Linked DNA regions of Mus musculus: region 2 is linked to region 1. Evidence: chromatin contacts called from public HiChIP or PLAC-seq data. All regions are on one chromosome and are shown on one strand. The core of a region is the stretch at or near the end of the contact, and the rest is flanking DNA. Distances in the headings are between cores, read along the strand shown.

Region 1 (7,202 bases), core at 2,071-4,570:
ATATTTTTTACTAAGCGCTGCATAAACCTTGATATTTTGAACGGCCTATTCATTCTTTGCCTAATGACAAGAATCACATCAGGGACATATTTGTATTAGTCCAGCGAATAAGCAGAAGGTAGAACAGTTATTCTTTTGTTCTATGATTTCTACTTAGGGGCTTTAGTCCATCTGTTTATTGTTTAAAACCTTCATATCTCACCAAGTAGTGGTGGCCATCCCTTTAACCCCAGCATTCTGAGAGACAGAAGCAGGTGGGTCTCTGTGAGTTCGAGGCCAGCCTGGCCTACAGATCTAATTCCAGGATAGCCGGGGCTACATAGAGAAACTCTGTCTCAAAATAAATAAGTAAATAAATAAATAAGTAAATGATATATTTACATTATTTATTATATCACAAATTATATACGTGTTCTATAGAATATGTTACTATATACATATTTTTTTTGGTTTTTCGAGACAGGGTTTCATATAGCATTAGCTTCATATATATAATTTATATGCAAAAATATCTCTGAAAATGGAATCACTGGAACCCAATTCTAAAAGTATTGTTTTTTTTTGTTTTTAAAGTTTCCTCATACCTCAAAGTTGTCAGAGGAGGGCTTAAGAGATGGGCTAGAGGGGCTGGAGAGATAGCTCAGCAGTTAAGAGCTCTGGTTGCTCTTCCAGAGGACCAGGGTTCAATTTCCAGTACCTACATGACAGCTCATAACTATCTGTAATTTCAGTTCCAGGGGACCTGGCACTCTCTTTTTCATCTTTTTGTTGTTGTTGTTTTTCGAGACAGGGTTTCTCTGTGTAGCCCTGGCTGTCCTGGAACTCACTTTGTAGACCAGGCTGGCCTCGAACTCAGAAATCCACCTGCCTCTGCCGCCTAAGTGCTGGGATTAAAGGCGTGTGCCACCACGGCGGGCACTCTCACACCAAAATCCATGCAGGCAAAACACCAATGCACACAAAAATAAAGGAAATCTAAAGAAAGAAGAAAAAAGAAACAAAATTGGAAGAGAGAGAGAGAGAGAGTGGTGTAAACAGTGGGTCTGAAGCCTTCGAGGGAGGAGGGCAAGATGCCGCGCTCTGCGTTTCTCCAGCTGGATGTGGACAGAGGTCAACCAGCCACATTAGTTTATGTCTAAAAGTGTCTAATTGAAACAAGAAATGGCTGCTTTAGCCGGGTGTGGTGGCACACGCCTTTAATCCCAGCACTCAGGAGGCAGAGGCAGGCAGATTTCTGAGTTCAAGGCCAGCCTGGTCTACAGAGTGAGTTCCAGGACAGCCAGAGCTACACAGAGAAACCCTGTCTCGAAAAACCAACCAACCAACCAACCAAACAAACAAACAAAAAAGGAAATGGCTGGTTTAATTATATCACACTGTTCATCAGAATAAAGAGAAAAATCTCAAAAAAAAAAAAAAAAAAAAAGAGGTTCAGTCAGGCTGGGCAATGGAGGCAGTAGTGGCCGTGGTGGTCTTGGCAGCAGTGGAGGCCTTGGTGGCAGTGGTGACAGACAGTGATAGTGTGGCAGCAGTTGAGGCAGTGGTGGTCGTAGTGGCAGTGATGGCATTGGTGGCAGGGTTGGTGTGGCTCAGAGGTGGCAGTGGTGGCAGTGGAGGCATTGCAGGCTTTAGTGGCAATGGTAGTGGGGCAGCAGTGGTAGCCATGGTGGCACAGTGGTAGCAACGGTGGTAGTGGCAGCCGTGGTGGCCGCAGAGGCAGTGGTAACAATGGTGGCTTGGTGGCAGTGCTGACAGTGGTAGTATTGGTAGCATTGGTGGCAGTGGAAGAAGGGAAGTGGTGGTAATGGTGGCAGGGGTGGCAGCAGAGGCAGACAGTGGTGACGATGGTGGCAGTGGTGCTGTGGCACAGTGGTGGCATTGGTGGCATGGCACAGTGGTGGCAATGATGGTGTGGTGCAGTGGTAGCAGTGGAGACAGTGGTGGCAGTGGAGACAGTAGTAGTATGGTGGCTGTGGTGGCCATGGCGGCAGTGGTGGCACATACAGGCCTTTAATGCCAGCACATGGGAGGCAGAGGCAGTTGGCTCTCTGTGAGTTGGAAGCCAGCTTGTTCTACAGAGCAAGTCCCAGGACAGCCAGGGCTACACAGAGAAACCCTGCCTAGAATAATAACAAAACTCAAACAAACACCACCAACCCCCGCGCTCCGCCCCGCCCCCCCCAAAAAAAACCCCAAACCAAAAAGAGCCATTCAAGCTTAGTCTTTTGTAGAATAAAACCCAGGAAGAACCACTCCTACCAATACTCACTGTGGTAGAGTCTTCACATGGGAGATGTTACGAGAGGACGGCCCTTCCCTCTCTGCTTATACACAGAAGCCGACTTAAGCTGGGTTAGAGTGCTTTCACTCACTTATCTGTGAGCACAAGGACTGATCGGCAAACTTTGAACTTGGGATGTGGAAATAGGAAGATCAGGAGTTTGGGACCAGCTAGAGCAATAGACTGTGAGGCCAGTCTCGGGTACGTGAAACTCTATCTCAAAGAAATGACCAAAACCAAATTTGAAATACGATAAATTTCTTCTTCCATTGCTTAGACGGCTGAGGCACTTGGGATTGCAGTAAGTCTGAAGCCAGCCTAGGTTTTACAGTGAGAACTTGTCTCAAAACAAAACAGAAGGCCTCTACATTAATTTAAACACTCCTTAAATTGGGCATGGTGGTAGACAAGCCTGGTCTACATACTGAGTATAAGCTACTCAAGGCAACAGAGAAAAACCTGTCTCAAAACCAAAGCATGGACCAACTTACTAAGGTAGCCCGAGTCTTAAGCAGGACACAGGCTCTTTCTTCAGACTTGCGTTAAAAAGCCGCACTTTTGGAGGGAAGATTTCCCCAGGTTTCCCAATGTGAAGAGCAAGCAAGAAACGCTGAGTGCTGAAAGGAAAGCCGTGTATAAACAGAGACTTTGGCAGCAAGGTCTGACTCTTTCATGTCTGTAGAAAGAATGGAAGAGGAAACTCAGATCCCCCACTTGACCTGAAACTTCCCACTAGAGATCGCCAGGGTCTGGAGGTGCAGCCGTGGTTAAAAGATGAATAAAGTGAAATGAGGTAAAGCCTCTTTTTGGGGGGGGGGGATGTCTTTAGATCAGAGGATGCCCCCTAAGCTTTCCCTCCCTCCCAGTCTGGGTCACCTTACAGCTTCTTTTGCATTACAATGTCCATGGTGGACCCTGCAGGTGGGATTAACTGTGAATTCACAGGGCTGGTGGGGCGTGGGTGCCGCCTGGGTGCCTGGGAGAATAGGGGGTGGGTAGGGTAGGAGGCTTGAGGGGGGAGGAGCAGGACCTACCCTTTAAATCTATCGCCTTGAGCCGTTGGCCTTCAGATAGGCTGATTTGGTTGGTGTCTTGCTCTTTCTGTGGGAAGGCTGCGGCTCACTTCCTTCTGACTTCTTGATAATTTTGCATTAGACATTTAACTCTTCTTTCTATGATCTTTCCTTCTAGACACTGAGTTTTTTGGTTGTTGCCTAAAACCTTTTCAGAAATCCCTTCCCTCGCCATCACACTGACATGAGTGTGGGTCTTCCTGGTCCCCACAGTTTGCCTAGTTCTGAGGAAGCATCGAATTCTGGGAACGCCTCATCAATGCCTGCAGTTTTTCATCCCGAGAACTATTCTTGCTTACAAGGGTCTGCTACTGAGATGCTCTGCACAGAGGCTGGTAAGGAATTCAGTCCCCGAAGAACCCAGTAAATTAGGGTAAGAGTAGAAAAAACGGGCTGAAGGGTTATTGCTTCTTTATGAACCGTAGTAGTCATTAACATAAGCGGGTGTCCTTATCACTCTTCTGGAAACCCCTCTGAGTTTGACCGGTGATACGTTGGCCTTCTAGTCTGAAATAGAGATCCGGGACACAGGACGGAGCAATATAAGGCTCTTGTGTGTATTTGAGAACCTAAATATTTGGGCTCTTTGGAATATGTTCGGGGGCAGTGAGTGGTGTCTTCAGTAGCAGGGAGACCTAACATCCTAGCTTGGAATGAGCACCCCATTTTTTTGGTGAGGTTATACAGTTAGTTTGCAATTTGCCCAAATGGCCGTTTTCTCCAGCAGAAGCAGTTAGCATTTCTCTCAACCTTTGGGAATATGGATGTCACTTAGCAGTTCTGGGTTTGTGAGCTCAGTGCTCCTTCCAAACCCCAAACAAGTGTACACAGTTTAAGTCATTCATTCTTATAGCTAGCATCTGGAGCCAAGGTCTGAAGCTCATTGTCTGTACAGAGTCAGCCCAGTACTCAGGCTTGTAAATGGTAGAACCAAGAGGCTGCTAGGCTGTGTGTGCCACGGTGCTCAGGTGCGTGTTGTGATGCTCGGGTGTGTGCAGCGATGCTCGGGTGTGTGCAGTGATGCTCGGGTGTGTGCAGCGGTGCTTGGGTGTGTGGAGCGCTAGGAAGTGTGTGTCCCCTTTTTTCTGAGCTTTTAAGTTAATGTCTGTCATCTTGATTTTTCTGATTTATGGGTTCAATTTTTGATTTTTTTTTTGTTTGTTTTTTTTTGTTTTTTCGAGACAGGGTTTCTCTGTGTAGCCCTGGCTGTCCTGGAACTCACTTTGTAGACCAGGCTGGCCTCAAACTCAGAAATCCGCCTGCCTCTGCCTCTGCCTCCCTCAATTTTTGATTTTGGAGGTGGGAAAAGTGCTGGGTTAGGAATGAACGGGTGGGGATAGCCTTTGTAAGTGATGTGTGTTTTTAGAGCATGTGTGTAGAGCATGTGTGTTTGTAGTGCGTGCCCCTAGTGCCAGCAGATGGCATAATTTTCCATTTAGAAGCTGCTTTCAGGGCTGTCTACTTATTTGCTAGACTGCAGGCTAACCTCAGCATTGCCATCAGCGTGGAGCACAGATGTCTTCAGTGTAGGAGGTGTCTTCTACCTGCTGCTGGATCTAGGAAATGTTGGGGCAAAGCTTGGTGGAGGAGCACTTGTCTCTTGCTGAAGGCCCTGGAAAAAAACAAAAAAGCTAACCGAAGAGCTAGAGGGTCAAGGATAAGAGAAACGAATTTGGTTAACCGAAATTTTACTCTAGTAATTAATAATTAACTGGACCCTCTGACTGGCTGCTCTTGTACTAGCAGAAAAGATGGTGGGATATTTTTATTTATTTATTTTTTTAAAGATTTATTTATTATATGTAAGTACACTGTAGTTGTCTTCAGACACTCCAGAAGAGGGCGTCAGATCTTGTTACAGATGGTTGTGAGCCACCATATGGTTGCTGGGATTTGAACTCCAGACCTTCGGAAGAGCAGTTGGGTGCTCTTACCCACTGAGCCGTTGGATGCTCTTACCCACTGAGCCATCTCACCAGCCCCAGTGGGATCATTTTAAAATATACCTTTAAAAAAAAATTGGGGGTGGGGGGTGTCTAAACTCAGGACTGTGCATTCCTAACAACAAGTGATTTAACCCTGGAAATTTCCTTAGATAACATTCAGTATAATGGATTTCGTCATGACATTTTTTGTTCATAAATATTAGTTCATCCCTAAATGTTAATGTGTGTGTGTGTGTGTGTGTGTGTATGTATGTATGTATGTATGTATGTATATATGTATGTATGTATAGATATAGCTGACTCAGTGGTAGTAGAGTATGAAAGGTCCCAACAGGATTCTATTCACCCAGCACCATGCAAAAATCTAGGCGAGATAAAAGTCCCCCCAAACCTGAGTCTTTGGATAAACCTCCACTCAGAAGGTAGAGAGGTAGGACCCAGAGAGCAGGCCAGCCTTGGCTACCTGAGACCCTATCCCTTAGAAAGAAAAGAAAACCACAAACATAGACTAGATCCTCTGCTGCCTAAGCTCTTGTGCTGTCTTGTCTGTCTGTCTCTATTTGTTGAGACGGGCTGATCTCAAATTCTCCCATCTCAGCTACTGGAGCAGGGGGGCTTTAGATTTGTGCTACCCACTGTCAGGATCAGAGGTTTACAGTGTAGATGCGGTCACGGTTCTAATGAAGAGGGAGCAGGGAGAAGGGATTGGAAAGAGCAGACTACAAACTCAAACCTGTCTTCATCCTGCCATTGAACTGAGTATTGTTTGGTTAGTTGTCTTTTTTTTTTTTTAAATAGGATTCCCAGGGTCTAATTGTATAATTTAAATAACTAATGAAACTTAAAAACACTGTATGTAGGGCTGGTGAGATGGCTCAACAGGTAAAAGCACTGACTGCCCTTCCCAAAGTCCTGAGTTCAAATCCCAGCAACCACATGGTGGCTCACAACCATCCGTAATGAGATCTGATGCCCTCTTCTGGTGTGTCTGAAGACAGCTACAGTGTACTTACATATAATAATAAATAAATATTTAGCAGAGACATTCTTTTTTTTTTTTAATTAATTAATCCCATGTGGTTGCTGGGAATTGAACTCAGGACCTTCGGAAGAGCAGTCTGCACTCTTAACCTTAACCGCTGAGCCATCTCTCCAGCCCCCTAAGTAGAAACATTCTTAAAAAAAAAAAAAAAAAAAAAAAAAACACTATAAAAGGGAGATCTATGCAAAATGGTGTTACCCAGGGGTGACAAAGTATTCCAAGAATACTTTCCAAAAATTAGGTTTTTCTTGTTACTTAGATCTATGAAGATAATTGCTTTGAAAGTAAATATAGCCGGGCGTTTAATCCCAGCACTTGGGAGGCAGAGGCAGGCGCATTTCTGAGTTCGAGGCCAGCCTGGTCTACAAAGTGAGCTCCAGGACAGCCAGGGCTATACAGAGAAACCCTGTCTCGAAAAAACCAAAAAAAAAGAAAAAAAAAAAAAAAAAAGAAAGAAAGAAAGAAAGAAAGAAAGAAAGAAAGAAAGAAAGAAAGTAAGTAAATATATTAAATGTAACATTTAATTATCTGGGAAAATGATTTATTTGTTTGGTTGGTTTTGTTTTTGTTTTTTTGGTCAGGGTTTCTCTGTGTAGCCCTGGCCATCCTGGAATTTACTTTGTAAAACTGACTGGCCTTTTTAAAATTTATTTATTATATGTAAGTACACTGTAGCTGTCTTCAGACACACCAGAAGAGGGCATCAGATCTCATTACGGATGGTTGTGAGCCACCATGTGGTTGCTGGGATTTGAACTCAGGACCTTCGGAAGAGCAGTCAGTGCTCTTAACCGCTGAGCCATAACCCCCACCCCACCCCGTGAACTGACTGGACTTAAACCCATAATCTGCCTGCTTGA
Region 2 (7,202 bases), core at 3,492-5,991, 1.7 Mb after region 1:
TCACAGTTGTCCAAGTGAGTTTAAAAACTACATGAGAACCTAGCTCAAGGGAAAAGCGAACTCCCTCCACATAATAGGCTCTGCATGCCCTTGGCATTTCTCTTGTCTACATTAGAGTCTATTGGCCTGTCAACAGCCACTTTGTCAACTCTCTATTGCCTTAGCAAAGGCCTGAGATAATCTACTGAAGGAGAAAGGCCAGGGGCAAGGAAGCTTAGTCACTTAGTCGGTAAGTGTCACTGGGACAGGAGCTTATGCAGGCCCCAGCTCCATGGGGACAGATGGCCCACACAGCCCAGCCCAGGTCTACCTCGGGCCTGGCACTCTGGCATGTAGTCCTGCTGTGGTCTGAAAGTTGTCACTGCTGTGCCTTCTTTTGCACTTACTTCCCCTCCCCACAGTGGTATGGATGGAGAGAAGATGCTTCACGGTGACCTACCAACAAAGGAAAGGCATCCTCTGACTGGCTATTGTCCCTGTGAACAGCCTCTTCCTCCAGATCCAGTCACATTACAACCCACAGAAAAAGGAGAAAAATACCAACTGCTGAGGGAGGTGGAAGAAGGGGTTGGAAGAACTGGGGTCATGTCTTAAACATGAAAATTAAAATAGGGGCTCCCTTATCCTTATGGACTAGAAGCTACAGCCGGGAGGCACGAGCTTCTCTCTCTCTCTCTCTCTCTCTCTCTCTCTCTCTCTCTCTCTCTCTCTCTCTCTCTCTGACAGAGCCAGCTCTAGTATATCCCAGAGTCTCCATTCCCCCTCCTTCTATCCACCGTCTCTAAATTTAGAACTTCATCTGTCCTTTTCTTGTAGGTTGAGGGTATTTTAAGTACTCTCAGGATGATGTTGCGAGAGAGGAACCAGCACTGAAAAACTCTAGCACTAAAGAGGTAGATAAAACAGCTCCCTCCCCTGATGATGCCAGGGGCTTACCCATCAGTCAAATGCCTACCTCCTTTCCCATGCCTTCTTCCCTCTCAGGAAGCAGCTGGAGAGAGCGCGCTGCTGCTGAGTGGAGTGAATTCAGGAAATTGGTAGCCTCGTTGGGCGCTAGTCCATCCTCACACAGTATACGTTCAGACACCCCCAGGAAACCCCCAAGGGTTTGAAGGATCTCAGGAATTCTCACACAGTCTAGAAGAACCCCACAATGTGACTGGTCTTGGGAGTTTTAGTGAATCCACTTAAGAGAGTTCTTGAAAAGCTGAAATCTGAAAAGAGCCTGACATCTTCCACAGCTCCTCAAAGAATGGAAGCAGACATGTTCTTGACCCTTCCCAAAAAAGCCCCCGAAAGGGGAGGGATGATGGGTGGATAATTCCAAGAGAGCCCAAAAGCTGCACCCTCCACTGAACTTGCAGCCAACCTCCCTGGCAACACTGAGGCAGGGTTCCAGGGTTCTGGTTTGGTAACATGAAGAAAGACACAGTGACACTTGAGCCGGCAGTTGACACGCTTGCCTCTACAGTGTGGCTTCCCAGTAGCTCAGCACTTGCTTCATCATGGATAAAGCTAATTAATTTTCCTGGCCAAGAGTGGACTTAAGAGGGACAGAGCCTCCCACTGCAGGAGGGGAAAATGAGTGAGGCCGAGGGAAATCTGTTTGCTACGTCTAATTAAATTGAGACTAGTTGAGCTTGAAATCCAGCCAATCCTGAAGTCCTAGGGCTTACCCATCAGTCAAATGCCTACCTCCTTTCCCATGCCTTCTTCCCTCTCAGGAAGCAGCTGGAGAGAGCCAGGTTCTGTAAGAGAGGTTAAAGAATGTTCTAGGAGATCTTGAGCAAGAAAAGAAAGACTCATTTGGAGTCTTGCCTGCTGCCCTTTCCCTAGATCATTGAAGTTGGCACCTTGCCTAATTCTATTCTCTCTCTCTCTCTCTCTCTCTCTCTCTCTCGTGTGTGTGTGTGTGTGTGTGTGTGTGTGTGTGTGTGTGTGTGTGTGTGTGTGTGTGCATGCTAAGGCAGAGACAGACAGGATATAGAAACAGAAACAAGGAGACTGAGAGAGGCCAGGTAAAAGGGCAATCAAGAGGTCAGGAGCAGGAATTGAAGACATTTGATGGTGCAGAAATGACAAAGAATGAATGAAGATTCCAAGGGAGTCACAGCATAATAAAAGCAGATAAAAATAATGGCAGGGCGTGGCTTCTGCCCTTATGAATAGGAAGACTCGGTCTCTGAGATCCAGGGTGAGTGAGGACCAGAAGGTTGAAAAGAGGGAGGAGAGGAAGGTTGTTTGCACTGGAAGCCAGGTCCACAAACTTCAAAAACTCCTCTACTCTCTTGGGAGTTAAAGCTTCCCATTGTCCCAAGCCTCTGAGCTCCACCTTGGGATTCTGGGGACTACAGGAACAGGCTGACTCCTATGGTATTGTCACAGATAGGCAACAGCAGGACATCCAAGCCAATGGCTATAGGAAGACATACTGCTGGGCACCTTCTGGGACACCTTCCACCCCTGGCCTCCCAGGCCAATGGGTCACCAAGGCAGCGCTCCTGTATCTCACCAGTAAGTCTTCTTGGAGTCTCAAGATTACCCACAACTTCATGCATCTGAGCCCCTGGGGTGCGCCTGGCCCTACACAAGTTGCAGGGTATACAGAGAATCTATTTGATAGAGATAGGTGTGTTATAGCCTCATGGGACATGCTGTCATGGAGGTGTGACCACGGGGTATGTGAACACCGAAGACTGAAGACCTCTTCTCTGCTATTCGGCAGCTAAGAGGAGGAAAACATGACTGACAGAACAATTCACACAAGGACACAGAAGCAAGAAAAAGCAGTGTGACTCCAGAAAGTGCCGGTGGCTTTTGTTCCCTGCATTCAGGTGTGCAGAGATAGTGATGGCAAAGAAGCCATCAAGGGAAAGGAGCTAAGAGGCTGCCAGAGCATCTGCTATTAACCAAACCAGTGACAGGAAGGAGAATGGCATAGGTGGAATTGTGCATTACAAAGGCCACTAAGACTCAGAGTTAACGATGGACTGAAATGGGCCAAGACAGAGGAGCTGGAGGCAGGTAGGGGGCTCTCAGTGAAGAATGCAAATCCGAGTGGCATCAGCTGCAGCGGCAGCCTGGCACGTCTAAGAAAACTGAAGAAGCAATGACAAGGTGTGGTCACCATTTGAACATGGGCATGGGTGAGAGGAATCTAGACCAACTGCCTGCTTTCTGGTTGAGGACACTGCATAGGAAGCATAAGCAGAGGTAACCATGACAACAGAGTTTGAGCAAAGGCTAAGTCTGAGACATAGGTTGCCCAGGTCTTCATACCAACAGATAGGGGGAAGGACCAGAAAGGAAGTGCCCGGGTGAAAGACATACAGCAGACAGCTGAGAGTTGGAGCTGTGAGCTGGGTCCAGGGCATCCGATGGAAGCTGGAGAGGTGAACGGAGCATCAGCGGACTAGGCAGCCCCAGCTCCACCCCCACAGTGCTATAAAGGACCACAGAGAACTAGGAAACACTAACGTTCTAAATCACCTGCCCTTCAGAAAGGAACTAAGGTGTGTGTGGTTCGCTGTATGGCCTAGGGCAGGGACAGTACAGGAAGGACAGTGTCTACAACAGCAGTCCCCTCTCTGCTAGCTCCATCTCCTTCTGTCCTTTATCACCTAAGGCCTAGAGACACAAAGGACAGTGAATAAATGGCCCAAAGGTTGAGGACAGACCAGAACCTGCCATACTACCATGTCGGCATGAAGAGAGCTAAGGCTGCTCAGCAGCCATGGCAGGGGTGTGGCAAAGCAGAGCCCTTGGGCCTGAGCTACAGATTTCCTCCACAAAAAAAAGAGCTCTTGATCTCGTGGTTGCAAAGAACAGAATCACCAGTGTCCTCCCTTACGCTTTCTGACTAGGAGCCCTAGGAGCCAATGTGCTCTAGTTGGGATTTTGAAAGAGGGGGAGGGGCTGACAATGTCCCCAGAGAGCAGTGGGCATCTGCACATGCATCTATGTCATCCCTTTCCAGGATGCAGGGGGAAGGACACAGTGTGAGTCCTCCGCCCCCATCTTACATTCCCAGTGACAACCTAGGAATTTACACAGCCAGAGCCAACCCTACCCTGTCACCTCAACCTGCTCAGAGGCCTAAATGGCCCCTAAGATCAGAAAGCCCACAGTCACACAGAATCAGCCAGGTAAACAGCAAGCAAGAACTTTTTTCTAGTTGTTTTATTTGAAAACCCTAGGGTGCGGCCCTCCTTTACCACACCCACCCCCTACCCTCATCCCAGGACATGACAATGCCACGCACACGCACACATACAAGGCTGTGAGCTGCACACAGAAACACAGGAGCTGCGCTCACGACAACATTGAAAAAATATACACTATATATAATACACCCCCAGGGTCCCCCTCCTCCTCCTTCCCCACAACCCAGGCAAAGCAGGCCATGGAGAAAGGAATAGAGACAGTAAGACCTTGGTACTGCTCAGGCAGGAGAGGAAAAGAGGACAAAAGAGGGAGGAGGCTGAGAAGAGGGAGGAGCAGGGATCCCCAGAGTGAAATGGAAATAGAGGCGAGGGGATCCTAGGGGAAGCGGGAGGGGGAGGGGCAACAGAAGGAAAGCCCTCACGGACAGAACAGAGTAGAGAAGGACACAGCAGCAGGCTCCCATCAATTGCATTCCCACCTCAACCAAGGCTGTTGACATCCCCCTCCCTAATACAGTGCATGGCTGGCACAGTATGCTGCCACAGGTAGGCTACAGGGCAGCCAAAGCCATCCAGCCACTCTCCCAGGGCAGCCAGCTGGGGCAGACACCTCAGGAGTACACCAGGGGAAGGGCAGCCCAAGGCAGGGGCAGGCTGAAGGAGGAGGGCAACTCCTGTGGGGCCTCCTGGGGTTCTGAGATTGAAGGACTGCTCCAAATGAAGAGCTCTTTCTCCCCCCTCGGTCTCTCTTCTCTCAAAATGCCGTTCTCCCTTTTTTTTCCTGAGTGCCTGTCTCCCCAGGGCAGGCCTCTCTCTCTTGGCAGGGTTGGCGCCTCAATAGCGGTGTGGGGGGCTCTCAATGATGCGTCTCTCATCACTGCTGGGGGAGTCGGCTGCTTCCGAGTCACTGCTGTCCTCTTCCTCTTGCTGGCCACCAGCCACCCCTGCCACACAGGTCTGCTGGTTCTGGTAGGACTGGAGAAGACAAAAGCAGAGAGCGAGAGCTCAACAGCCTAGCCACAGGCAGAACCTCTCCTTGAGGACACACACAAGCATGCGCCATTGCAGAGTCCCTCCCCAGTCTCATCCTCCCCCCACCCCCACCTCCATGAGCTCAGCAGCTGCACCAGCACCAAAAGCTTTCGCATCAGGCGTGGGTCCTCAGCAGGAGTATTAGCTTCATCCCTCCAGGCCACTCACCTCCATAGGATTGACAATAATGGTGAGAGCAGAGTCATCCCAGAAGAGGTCAGGGTCCTTCGGGTCAGTGGAAGCCCCTGAAGGTCCGCCAGTTCCTGAGACGCGGCGATGAAGGGAGTGGATCCGAACGAGGCCGAGGATAACCATAAGCACCAGAAAGCCCACGCATACCACAATGATGAGAGTCGCAGCACTGGGGACCACTGCAGGGAGAGCAAGGGGTCAGCAGAACCCAGCATACCTGGGCAATTTGGGCTCAGAGGTTGTAGGGTGCCGACGGAAGAAACTACTCAGTGGGAAAAATCCAAGAGTAAATAAACCACAGCCACCAAAGTGATCTTGAGGAGGCAAACAACCTGAGAGACTGAAAGAGCAACAGACCCCAGCAGGAAGTGTAAACTGGAACGGAAGAAGAGAGAGGCTGCTCCAAGGGCCAAAGGCACACAGACAGGAAGGCAAATGTACAAAGGTGGATGGTGTGGAGAAGGCCCCCAGCCTACTGCTGCCTTGAACAGCTATATTGTCTTTGGATAAATGGCAAAAACTAGAAGCTTCCTGTCTTTCTGCCTGGATCTTCCCCAGGTACCACCACCTCCCCAGAGGGAAAGAGAGGGTCAGCTGCAGAGGACTGACTGGGATGAGAAGCAAAGCAACTCTAAGCCTGGCCTGCTGACCAGAGAGAGGAATCACAGTCCCCAAGGCTGAGGACAGGTCCCTTCACTTACCCACCTCGTCTGGGCTCACTCCTGTTCCGTGACACCTCCCTTCTCCTTGTGGGCCTGAGGTTCCTGGTCCTGCAGGGCTGCTGTTCCTGCGGAGTCTCCCCCTGAGGTCTCCCTACTTCCACCGCTGCACTCCGGGGCCTCCCACCCTGAAGCCTCATTCTGATGCCCAGGTTCAGGGGTACATGGACTCTCACAGGCAGTGAGAGACAGAAGGGCATATGCACTCTCACATGGACCTTGGAGCTGATGGTGGAAAAGCAGATGTGCAGACACAGGCACATGCCAATGAAGAACGAGTGGGCACACAGCTGGACAAACGTCGCCATGCCCCATACCCGAGCCAGGCCTCTAGTTACCCACACAACTGCCTGTACCAGCCACCTAGCAGCCTGCTCACACAGTAGGATTAATGGGATATGTGTCAGAGTCTCTAGCATGCCTCCAAAGAGCCGTATGAGCAAGGTCACCCAACTCCCTACCAGCTGTGCAAACCAAGCACCCCCCTGAAGGAAGACATAAACGCTACAGACCTGGACCCTGAGGGCCACAGAACGAGCAGCCATAAACACAACCTGGGCCCCATTCTGTGCTGCCAGAGAGAGCACTCGGAGAAGCACAAGGAAGCAAAGCAGAGGAGCCCCAAATCCCAGAAACAGCAAATGGAGGAAGAGACCCCATAGATACAGTCCCAAGCCCAGAACCCTCCTGGGCAGCTGGATCGCTACCTGCCACATGGGTTCTCGATGCCCTTCACACCCCAAGCAGTCCTATTCCTGAGAAATAGCCCGTGCTTGTGTGTGTGTGTGTCTTGGACACCCACTAGCAGTCACGCACAAGCAAGCTCTACATAAAGGTCACATTGCAACCCGCTTCAAATCTACCTCCATCCTAAAAGTCACATGTTACGAAACAGAACCTGAGTGTAGAGGAGATGACATCAAAGGTCCAAAACACCCAGCTGCAGACCCCTCTTGCCAGCTGCCAGGCACACACACTGCCACCACTCCAGGACCAAGCAGGTAAATGAGAATGCCTGCCGGGGCTGTCCCAGCAGCCACACAGCACCCCAAAGCCACCCTGATGGTTCTCTGTCAAGCTAGTTCACATCCCAACA

What was found. HiChIP or PLAC-seq counts read pairs in DNA pulled down with a chosen protein or histone mark.
Region 2: a contact with region 1 is called in an H3K4me3 HiChIP or PLAC-seq map of embryonic stem cells, with 7 times the contacts expected there. The contact joins the enhancer-like site here to the promoter of Nanog in region 1. A contact is called at or near these places in 5 of 39 promoter capture datasets (cranial neural crest, embryonic stem cells, hippocampal neurons and 1 more), 5 of 115 datasets of contacts at active chromatin or transcription factors (all in embryonic stem cells) and 1 of 9 other capture datasets (liver).

The regions. Positions count from the first base shown.
Region 1 is chr6:122,704,245-122,711,446 of GRCm38.p6, forward strand. Nanog (Nanog homeobox) reads left to right here and starts at 3,321. Exons shown (of 4, transcript NM_028016.3): 1 at 3,321-3,689. The coding sequence starts at 3,539. RefSeq lists promoters at 1,034-3,535, 3,017-3,398, 3,061-3,466, 3,129-3,355, 3,271-3,461, cis regulatory regions at 3,114-3,119, 3,205-3,212 and an enhancer at 3,157-3,194.
Region 2 is chr6:124,426,595-124,433,796 of GRCm38.p6, forward strand. Clstn3 (calsyntenin 3) reads right to left here. Exons shown (of 18, transcript NM_153508.4): 17 at 5,364-5,566; 18 at 4,162-5,138. The coding sequence ends at 4,998. Among named protein-coding and RNA genes, the nearest start is that of D830015G05Rik, 15 kb to the left of the region's middle. Within about 2 kb of position 4,742, at least 26 of the 459 cell types and tissues checked have an H3K27ac peak or open chromatin away from gene starts, as enhancers often do. A contact at or near this core is called in embryonic stem cells and stem cell-derived epiblast-like cells, where this site is marked.